Linked DNA regions of Sus scrofa: region 1 is linked to region 2. The links are chromatin contacts, called in public HiChIP or PLAC-seq maps. All regions are on one chromosome and are shown on one strand. Each heading gives the region's core, a stretch centred on a gene start, on an enhancer-like site or on the middle of the called end of the contact. The rest is flanking DNA. Distances are from core to core; before and after follow the strand shown.

Evidence for each region. HiChIP or PLAC-seq counts read pairs in DNA pulled down with a chosen protein or histone mark.
Region 1: a contact with region 2 is called in an H3K27ac HiChIP or PLAC-seq map of alveolar macrophages. The contact joins the promoter of MLKL here to the promoter of ZNRF1 in region 2. A contact is called at or near these places in 1 of 47 Hi-C or Micro-C datasets (embryonic fibroblasts) and 1 of 2 datasets of contacts at active chromatin or transcription factors (alveolar macrophages).

Annotation. Positions count from the first base shown.
Region 1 is chr6:12,921,611-12,927,384 of Sscrofa11.1, forward strand. MLKL (mixed lineage kinase domain-like protein) reads left to right here and starts at 2,236. Exons shown (of 11, transcript XR_002344504.1): 1 at 2,236-3,501.
Region 2 is chr6:12,666,961-12,672,173 of Sscrofa11.1, forward strand. It overlaps ZNRF1 (a long non-coding RNA gene), which reads right to left and starts at 1,847. Exons shown (of 5, transcript XR_002344499.1): 1 at 769-1,847.

The DNA of each region.
Region 1 (5,774 bases), core at 986-3,485, 260 kb after region 2:
ATGAGGTTGTAGGTTCCATCCCTGGCCTTGCTCAGTGGGTTAAGGATCCAGCGTTGTTGTGAGCTGTGGTATAGACTGCAGACTCAGCTTGGATCCCTCATTGCTGTGGCTCTGGCGTAGGCTGGCAGCTACAGCTCCGATTGGACCCCTAGCCTGGGAACCTCCGTATGCCGTGGGTGCAGCCCCAGAAAAGGAAAAAGACAAACAAACAAACAAAAAGAAGTGGACATCCTTACATTGTTCCTGGTCTTGCAGGAGAGTGTTCTCTTTTTCACCATTAACTATGATGTTAGCTGTGGGCTTGTCATAACTGGCCTTAATTATGTTGAGATAATTTCTTTCTATTCCTAATTTGTTGACAGTTTTTATCACTAAAGAGCGTTGGATATTGTGACATGCTTTTTCTGCACCCACTGAGATGATCATATGTTTTTATCCTTTTTGTGTTAACGTGGTGCATCGCATTAATTGATTTTCATATGTTGAAGTGTTCTTGCATCCCAGGAATAAATCCCACCTGGTCAGAGTGTATGATCCTTTTCCTGTGTTGTTGGATGAGGTTTGCTGGTAGTTTGTTGAGGATTGTTGTATCTGTGTTCATCAGGAAGATTGGCCTGTGCTTTCTTTCTTTTGGTCTCTTCGTCTTGCTTTGCTATCAGGATAATGTTGAACTTGTAAAATGAGCTTCAAATCATTCTTTCCTATTCAGTTTTTTGCAAGAGTTTGAGAAGGATTAGTGTTAATTTATTTATTTTATTTATTTTATTTATTTATTTTGTCTTTTTGCTATTTCTTGGGCCGCTCCCACGGCATATGGAGGTTCCCAGGCTAGGGGTCCAATCGGAGCTGTAGCCGCCAGCCTACGCCAGAGCCACAGCAACGGGGGATCCGAGCCGCGTCTGCAAGCTACACCACAGCTCACGGCAACGCCGGATCGTTAACCCACTGAGCAAGGGCAGGGACCGAACCCACAACCTCATGGTTCCTGTCGGATTCGTTAACCACTGCGCCACGACGGGAACTCCTAATTTATTTTTAAATATTTGATTAGTGAAGCCATCTGGCTCTTGGCTTTTCTTTTTTTGGGAGGTTTTTGATTTCTGATTCAATCTCCATTACAAGTCTGTACCAACTTGTTATTTTTTCATGATTTAGTCCTGGTAGGCTGTATGTTTCTAGGAATTTATCTAATTTCTTCTATTTTGTTGGCTTGTAATTGTTCATCACAGTCTCTTTTGATCCTTTCTATTTCTGTGACATCAATTGTAGTGTCTTTTACTTATGATTCCATTCGTTTGAATATTCTCCCTTTTTTTCTTAGTCTAGCTAAGAATTTGTTTGCTTATCTTTTTTTGTCTTTTTGCCTTTTCTAGAGCTGCTCCCACAGCATATGGAGATTCCCAGGCTAGGGGTCCAGTCAGAGCTGTAGCCGTCGGCCTACGCCAGAGCCACAGCAATGCGGGATCCGAGCCGCGTCTGCAAACTACACCACAGCTCACGGCAACGCCGTGTCCTCAACCCACTGAGCAAGGCCAGGAATGGAACCCACAACCTCATGGTTCCTAGTCGGATTCGTTAACCACTGTGCCACGACGGGAACTCCTTTCTATGTTTTTGGATTTTCTATTTCATTTATTTTTGCTTTTATATTTGTCATTTCCTTCCTTCTGCTAATTTTTGGCTTAGTTCTTTTTCTAGTTCCTCAACATGTGAAGTTTGGTAGTTTGAGGTCTTTCTTCTTTTTTATATAGGTATTTATTGCTATGAAAGTCCCTCTTAGGGAGTTCCTGTCGTGGCTCAGTGGTTAACAAACCCTACTAGTATCCATGAGGACTCGGGTTCGATCCCTGGCACTGCTCAGTGGGGTAAGGATCCATCATTGCCGTGAGCTGTGGTGTAGGTTGCAGACTCAGCTCAGATCTGGTGTTGCTGCGGCTGTGGTGTAGGCCAGCAGCTGTAGCTCTGTTAGACCCCTAGCTTGGGAACCTCCATATGCCGCAGCTGCGGCCCTAAAAAGACAAAAGACAGAAGAAGAAAAAAAAAGAAAAAGGAGTTCTCATCATGGCGCAGTGGAAACCAATCTGACTAGAAACCATGAGGTTGCAGGTTCGATCCCTGGCCTCGCTCAGTGAGTTAAGGATCCGGCATTGCCGTGAGCTGTGGTGTAGGTCACAGACACGGATCGGCTCTGGCGTTGCTGTGGCTCCGGTTAGACCCCTAGCCCAGGAATCTCCATACGCCGAGAGTGCGCCCCTAAAAAAAAAATTTTTTTTTTAAGACTCTTTGTCACCTAACTGGTGATCTATCCAGAGCAAAACAGAAGCTGCCTCTTGCTCCAGAGCTTCATGCTCTCCAGCTGCCCACAGAATCTGGCCGAAGCTAGTCTCCGCTGATGCCATATCCTTGTTGAGCTTCCTCCACCCCAACCCCAGCCCTACCTTACTCTATCCTGAAAGCCTTCCTTCAGTGAATCACATGCGCCTGATTCTCTTTCTCAGACTCTGCTTCTAGAGAACCTGACCTAAGATAAGAGGAAAACGGATGATGCAACAGATGGAGGCCGAGAGCAGGGGAACTCGAATAAACACATCAACAGCCCCAGACATCCTCCACCAGGTCTTCATCCAAAAAGTCTTCTCATACAATCCAATTCTATCCTGTAGCGGAAGCAGACTGATGAGTAAATGAATGACCTTCCTTCTGTACTTTCTAGCTGGGGACACAGCTACCGGCTGTAAAACATGACACATCAAAACACAAATCTCTGCCATGACCTCCGAGAAGGAAGGTCATTTAAGTGTATCTCTTCCTTCACTCCCTTCCTCCACCCCCAATATTTTCATACAGCGAAGCAGACACAAGAAACTTCTCTCCAGCTCTCAGTGCTTTGCTCATCTAATCTTTCCCATACTTTGTCCTGATGAAAATCCTTTCCTGAGCTCTTGTTCTTTTCTGAATCCCCAGCCCTAAGGAGAGCGCCCGGGCACCAGGAGGGTGCTGTAAACAGTTCCTGACGGAATTGGGGAAGGAGGGGAGTGTGAAAAGGGCAGGAGGAGGATACCAGGAGGAACCACCGGGAAAGGGCTTTGAGGGAGCCAAGGCCCCCTGAGCCCGTTGGCTGCAAGCGCCTTGTGAAAGCGCAGAGGCGGCGGCGTGTCGGACTTCCCAGCCCTCGGGCGGGCTCCAGACCGCGAAGCGGCGGCCGAACCAGCGGATTGGGGGCCCGCCCGCAGAGGCGGGGCTCAGTCCAGAACCCCGGCTTCCCCGGAAAGGAAAGGCCTGCCAGTTCCCCGGCGGCGTCCCGAGCAGCCTAACGCAGCCAGAGGGAGCGCGGGGCGCGCGGCACCCACAGCCACAGCCGAGGGCAGGGGGCGCTGGGACGCGGCCCTTTCCAGGGGCTTCGGGTTCGAAGACTTCTTCCCCCAGAAGGAAGGCAGTCGTCTGAGAAGCCGAGGCGTCTTCCCGGAAACCGTGCACGGGACGCCCTCGGGAAGGACGAAGGTGAGTCCGGGGGGCTTCCCGGGACGCGCGCGGTCCCCGGAGGCGGCGGGGCAGAGGGGCGCAGCCGGATTCCCGGGCAGAGCCGGGAGAAGCGGGGCGGGAGGCGGGGGTGACTCCCAGTCCCATTTCCTGGAACTCGGGACAGAGTTGGTTTCTCTCCTCCGCTCTGAGGGTGAAGCCGCCCACTTGGGTCTCTAATGACTTTCTACAAAAGACGCGGCGGAGAGCTGGCATCCGGGCGCTGTCGTGGTGGACGGGTCTGGGGAACCCGGCTTAGAATTGTCCAAGCCGCCCTCGGCGCTCCACGCCAGGCTGAAGGTGGAGAAACGGCCAAGAGAGAGGGTCCGGATTGCTGATTCATGAACTTTTCCGGTGCCTATTTTAGGCACAAAGAGAGAAACCTGGTATAAAATGTCATCAGAAAAGTGCTTGATGCCATTTTTGTGGAGAGGAGGAGGAAATTAGAGTTCTTTCTGAATTTATACTGTTACTACCATTTTAAGATTTTTCACTTTTAAAATCAGTAACTTTGGAGTTTCCTGATGACCTAATGGGTTAAGGATCTGGCGTTGTCTCTGCTGTGGCATGGGTTCAATCCCTGGCCTGGGAAATTTCACGGGGTGGGGGGGGGGCACAGCCAAAAAATAAAATTAGTAATTTTTACCCCTCGTTTTTTTCTGCAAGTAATATATGAACATATTCTTAATACAGTTGTTAGCAGTTTTACATAGTATAAATAGCACCTCAATGAGCATCTTAGTATTGCTCTATCTGTATACATTTGAGCTTTTCTAAAGCACAAGTTCTTAGAAATTCACATTAAGTATATATGTATTTATATTCCCTTTCATCCTCTTGGTATCTTTATCATATATTCAATAAGCCCTAAACAATTGTAGTTATTAAAATTTTCTTTTATTTTTTTGCTTTTTTTTAGGGCCGCACCCACGGCGTTTGGAGATTCCCAGGCTAGAGGTCACATCGGAGCTACAGCTGCAGGCCTACACCAGAGCCACAGCAACGCCATATCCGAGCCGCACCTGCAACCTATACCACAGCTCACGCCAAGGCTGGATCCTTAACCCACTGAGCGAGAACCTGCAGCCTCATGGTTCCTAGTCGGATTCGTTTCTGCTGCGCCACGACAGGAACTCCAAGTTATTAAAATTTTAATATCTTACAGGTAAGTCCCCTTTTTATTACAAAAATCCTGGTTATCACTACAAATTTCCTCTTTCAGATGAACTTTAGGATCCTTTAGTTTTGATACCAAATTGCCCATTGAGAGTTTTATTAAAACTGCATTAAACTGCACTTATATTTGGGAAGGATTGCCAGCTTTGTCAATTTAAATTCCCAGCCAGAAAAATAAAGAGTTCTCTCCATTTCTTCAGGCTTCGTTTTGTGTGGTTTGCTTCATACCACTCCACCACTTTTCTTGTAAAATGTATTGTTTTTAAATTGGTGCTTTGATGAAGGGGCTATTTTTCCCATTCTTTTGATTGGTTATTGTTGAGATATGGCTTTTTTTTTTTTTTTTATGAGGCTGGTAATGCACATAAGTAGAGCTTGGCGCTCTGAAGCTGAAATCTTCAAGCTTCCTTGAGCAACACTTTCCTATCTGCTTCTGTCTCTGGTGGACCAGACGAAAGTATGAAGTTCATTGCCTTCCAGAGTCCCAAGAAATATCCTTGAAGACATCTGCTTAGCAACTGGGAATAGCTGGGGAGCCTGAGACCCATTAAGTCTTTTTAGGTATGCCCTAACACCTGTTGCTTCTCTTGCCAGATCAGTATAACTCCAAGGCAAGAAAAACAAAAATGTACCAAGCATAAGTGACTGGCTTATTTGGCTTCACTTCTGCTAGTTTCTTAGTCATGCTTTTAAGCCCGATTTGGGTTCCAGGGCAATTACCTTCTCCACACTAGCAATAACTAATCCTATCTATTTCATTGAACTGTTGAGATTAACTTTGTTTAAAAGTACTTTGGGGAGTTCCCATCATGGTGCAGTGGTTAACGAATCCAACTAGGAACCACGAGATTGCGGCTTCGATCCCTGGCCTCGCTCAGTGGGTTAAGGATCCGGCGTTGCCGTGAGCTGTGGTGTAGGTTGCAGATGCGGATTGAATCTGGCATGGCTGTGGCTGTGGTGTAGGCTGGTGGCTATAGTTCTGATTAGACCCCTAGCCTGGGAACCTCCATGTGCCGCGGGAAGTGGCCCTAGAATAGGCAAAAAAGACCAGAAAAAAAAGAAAAAGAAAAAACTGTTTG
Region 2 (5,213 bases), core at 597-3,096:
AATAAAATACCACCTCTTGGTTACAGAAAGATGCAGAATACCTGGAAGGCCTAGCACTTAGCACGGAGGGGAAGAAAAAAGATGGAGGGATGCAAGAGTCATTAAGACAAGCCTACTGCACGCATCGCAGGTAACGAGAGCCCTGGTCCCGCAAAGCCTGTGAGGGAGGCTCCCTTGGCTGGGCCCTCCACCCGGCAGGCCACACCTGTCTAATGCCAACAGCCTGGTGGCCACTCAGTTTTAAAGAATTCAAACAGATTTCCAGCAGGGTGGCAACACTGGGCACCCCCTCCCTTCTCCAAGCAAAATCAAGAGTCCTAATCCAAACATCACTTGGCCCCAATTTTCTTTCTTTTCGCACTCTTTGTCTGGGAGACATCGCTTGGTCAAGTTGGACCCCTCTCTCTGTTCCAGGTAAGGCAAGCACAATGCAGCAGGAAAAGAAAGGAAGCACCCAGGCCGACTTGCTATAAAGCCAGACCAGACCTCTCTGAGGCTGAGGATGCCAATGAATGGGACTTGAATAAGCATCCACAAGTGAACCAACGCCTGAAGTCCTAATACGCCCAGCTCCGCAGCCTCTCAGGAAGCCTCTTTTCTATAGGGTAGGGATCCCATTCATCCCTTGGCTTCGGGAATCAAAGGGAAGACAGATTCAGGTCGCGCACTCCACCTCCAAATCCCCGCACGCGCGCGAAGGTGTGGGGCGCCCCGGCGCGCCCTCCCTTGAACTCCACCCTCCGAGGCCTCCACCACCCGCAGACTCACCACTGTGCGAGCTGAACCACCTGGGTGCGATGTGCAGAGGTAGAGCATCCGCCAGCGAGGCTCGGGAGCCCAGGTACAGCATCCCGTCTCTATGGTGACCGCCGCCCGTCTCCTGGTAACCATTGCCGTGGGCATAGGTGGAGTCGGACGCCGACCCTCCGCCGCCGGGCGCCCTCTCCGAGTCGCCGGTGCCCCGGGAGGCGGGGGTGTAGAGGCCAAAGGGCACCCCCCCGGCCGTGCTGGGGTCCATGCCCATGCCCGCCACCGAGCTGACCGAGCGGCTGCGCAGCCCCATGGCCCCGCCGCCTGCCCGGTAGTGCCCAAAGTGGGGCGCCCCTCCCGGCGGGGGCACGGCGCTGTCATCGGTGGAGACCCCAGGGAAGGGGCCCCGAGAACGAGCCGCCGTGCTCTGCTTGCCCCCCATGCTCGCCCGGGCCCCGGTGGGGCGGGAACCTGGAGGCCGAGACCCTCCCCCACTTCTCAGCAACCGGGGGAGGGTTGGGCGAGCATAAAGGGGGAGGGAGTCAAAAAGGAGACTGGGAGGTGGAAAAGGACAAAAAAAAAGAAAAAGAGAAAAGAAAACCCGCGGGGCGGAAGAGGCAGGCGGGCGGGGATCCCAAACTAAGAATTTAAACCGATCCAAGCCAAACGCATGTTTCCCCTCAAGGTCCAAAGAGGCGCAGTCCGCCGCGGGCTCGGCGCGCCACAGGCCGCCCCCGGGTTCCCGAAAGCCGGGGGAGCCGCAGGGAAGGAGGGAGGGAGGCGGCGGGCGAGCAGGCGGGCGGGCGCAGGGAGGCGCCGGAGGAGGCCGCCCGCCCGAAAGCAGGAGGCGGAGGAGGGCTGGGGGCGCCGGGCGCGTCCCCCGCCTCAGGACGCCGCGACCATGGACGGCGGCCCGGACCCCTCCAGGCCTCGGGAGGGCCGCGGCGCTGGGAGGCCAGACAGAGCTCGGGAAGCGGTGATAGCGTCGCGTCGCGCCCGCTCCAGCAGCCGCCGCCTTCCCGGCGAGCCGCGCCGCCCTGCTTGGTCCGGGACTGCGCTCTCCGGCGCTCCTCGCCGCCGTGGAGACAATGGAGGGCGGCAGAGCGCAGGCGCGGCCCGCGCCCCCTCCCCCCTCCCCCTCCCGCCGGGTTAACCCTTTCCCCGCCCCTGCGGCGCAAGGCCGCGGGCGCCCGAGAAGTCCCACCCACCCAATCCGCCCTGACCTGAGGGGCCTGAGCCATGGGGCGTCGGGACCAAAAGCTAGGCGTCTTTTCAAAGCAAGCACTCTTTAAGCCCCCGAAAGTAGCCGCTTACTGGGAAAGGAGGGAACCTACCTGGGGGGCGAGGGGCGGCCATGGTTCCAGGGGTGGGAAGGAAACCCAAGGAAGAAAAAAAATTACTCGAGACGCCTACCTGGCTCTGAGGGTCAGCGGTCAAGCTCCCCACCCGGCGCAAATTTGCCCCCACAGCACCCTCTGGTGGACATGCTATGCGTTCTATCTGAGGTTCCTCATCCAAGAACCCCTAAAAATCAGGAAACTTAGGAGTTCCCGCTGTGGCGCAGTGGTTAACGAATCCGACTAAGAACTATGAGGTTGCGGCTTCGATTCCTGGCCTTGCTCAGTGGGTTAGGGATCTGGCATTGCCGTGAGCTGTGGTGTAGGTCGCAGACGCGGCTCGGATCCTGTATTGCTGTGGTTCTGCGTAGGCCGGTGGCTACAGCTCCGATTTCACCCCTAGTCTGGCAATCTCCATGTGCCGCGGGAGCGGCCCTAGAGAAGGCAAAAAAAAAAAAAAAAAAAAAAAAAAAAAAAATCAGGAAACTTAGCATTTGGGGAATTCTTAGTTGTTGGGGGTAAATGGAGCACCGGGGCCCTTGTGACTCCAGTTTTTGCTGACAGTAGATCAGAACTTTCTATTTTGTCCTTAATCAAATGGATAGATTCCTTAGCTAAAATGTGATTCTGATGATCATTAGATGTATGATAAAAAGTGAAAAGATATGGACATGAGATGGAATAATACAGCTAGAACTAGTGATTTTAGAAACACTCTAGTTCACGGTGGGACCCCTGTTTTGTTCACCATTTATCTTGGCATGCACCACAGGGTCTATCACAGAGCCGGTACTCAATAAAGATTTGCTGACCAAGTCTGAATTTTGCAATCTCTCTTATTCTCACTAACATTCATTCATTCATTCATTCAGCACCTTTTCTTTTCTTTTCTTTTTTGGCCACGGGTGGCGTGTGGAGTTCCTGGACCAGGGATTGAATCTGAGCCAGAGTTGCAATCTATGCCACAGCTACAGTAATGTTGGATCCTTAACCCATTGCTGGGGGCAGGGGCTTGAATCCACACACCCCACACACATAGCTGCAAAGCCGCCAGTGCAGCCATGGATCCTGTTTGCGCTACAGGGAAAGCTCAGTATCTATCAAATGCTGAGTGCTGGCTATGAGCATCATTTAGTTCCTGGCCTGACTTCCTTGCTCTAAATGTCCCCCAGATATTTCCCAATCAAGGAGTCAAAACAAGGGAGTTCCCTTTGTGCCTCAGCAGGTTACGAATCTGACTAGGAACCATGAGGATGCCGGTTGGATCACTGGCCTCACTCAGTGGGTTAAGGATCTGGCTTTGCTGTGATCTGTGATGTAGGTCACAGACTCAGCTTGGATCCCACGTTGCTGTGGCTTATGGCATAGGCCGGCAGCTGCAGCTCTGATTTGACCCCTAGCCTGGGCACTTCCATATGTCACATGTGCAGTCCAGAAAAGAAAAAAAAAAAAAAAAGAGTCGAAACAAGGTGTAAAGAAATATTGAAAGAAAACCAGTAAAAGAAAGGTTGGTCTTGAGGTTCCCATTTGGTTCAGTGGTTAACAAACCTGACTAGCATCCATGAGGATGCGGGTTTGATCCCTGGCCTCACCCAGTGGGTTAAGGATCCAGCGTCGTGTTGAGCTCAGGTGTAGGTTGCAGACGTGACTTGGATCCCGTGTTGCTGTGGCGTAGGCCGACAGCTGTAGCTCTGATTAGACCCCTAGCCTGGGAAACTATGTGCTGCAGGTGCGGCCCTAAAAAGACAAAAGCCAAAAAAAAAAAAAAAAAAGAAAGAAAGAAAGGTTGGTCCATCATAGGTATTAATTGCCCCCGTAGGACCAGCTTGGAAAGAAACAGGAAGGAGGGAGTTCCCGTCGTGGCGCAGTGGTTAATGAATCCGATTAGGAACCATAAGGTTTCAGGTTCGGTCCCTGGCCTTGCTCAGTGGGTTAACGATCCAGCGTTGCCGTGAGCTGTGGTGTAGGTCACAGACGTGGCTTGGATCCTGCGTTGCTGTGACTCTGGCGTAGGCCGGGGGCTACAGCTCCGATTCGACCCCTAGCCTGGGAACCTCCATATGCCGCGGGAGCGGCCCAAACAAAATAGCAAAAAGACAAAAAAAAAAGAAACAGGAAGGAGGAGAGAGGCTTTTTTCAAGCAGGGAGTGCTTGGAGGTGAGCAAAAAGCCCTGTAGAACAAAGTTGAGATTTCTGAATGAGAAATAACATAGGAAAAAGATGTTTTAATACCCAGGAATTTATCTGTGGGTGCCTATATGGGGAACTTGTGTACACCTAAGATCCAAATGAGTCATCAGAAGAAAAACAAGAAAGTTTAAGTTTAACCCAACTTCCTCCCTGAAGAAAGAAAATGGAGGGAGTTCTCGCCATGGCTCAGCAGAAACGCATCTGACTAGTATCCATGAGGTTGCAGGTTCCAACCCTGGCCTTGCTTAGTGGGTTAAGGATCTGGCATTACCGTGAGCTATGGTGTAGATCACAGACGTGGCTCAGATCTGGCATTGCTGTGGCTATGGCATAGGCCAGTAGCTGCAGCTCTGATTCAACCCCTATCCTGGGACCCTCCATATGCCGTGGGTGTGGCCCTAAAAGGACAAAAAAAAAAAAAGAAGAGGGAAAGTTCAGAACTGTGCAGAAGAGGTTACTAGATCCATTGACAGATCTCTATTGGGGAGACAAATACACAATCAATAAATATTGTAACCAATATTGTAACTAACTAGCTTTTGATTTATTATTCATTCAACACTTTTTAAAAAATATTGAATTCTGGAGTTCCCATCATGGTGCAGTGGTTAACGAATCTGACTAGGAACCATGAAGTTGCAGGTTCGATCCCTGGCCTTGCTCAGTGGATTAAGGATCCGGCGTTGCCGTGGGCTGTGGTGTAGGTCGCAGCCGCAGCTCGGATCCTGTGTTGCTGTGGCTCTGGCGTAGGCTGAGATTTGACCCCTAGCCTGGGAACCTCCATATGCAGAAACGGCAAAAAAAAAAAAAGACAAAAAAAAAAAATTGAATTCTGGAGTTCCCTTGTGGCACAGCAGGTTCAGTATTCACCAATATCACTGCAGTAGCTTGGAAGACTGCTAAGGTATGGGTTCAATCCCTGACCCAGGAACTTCC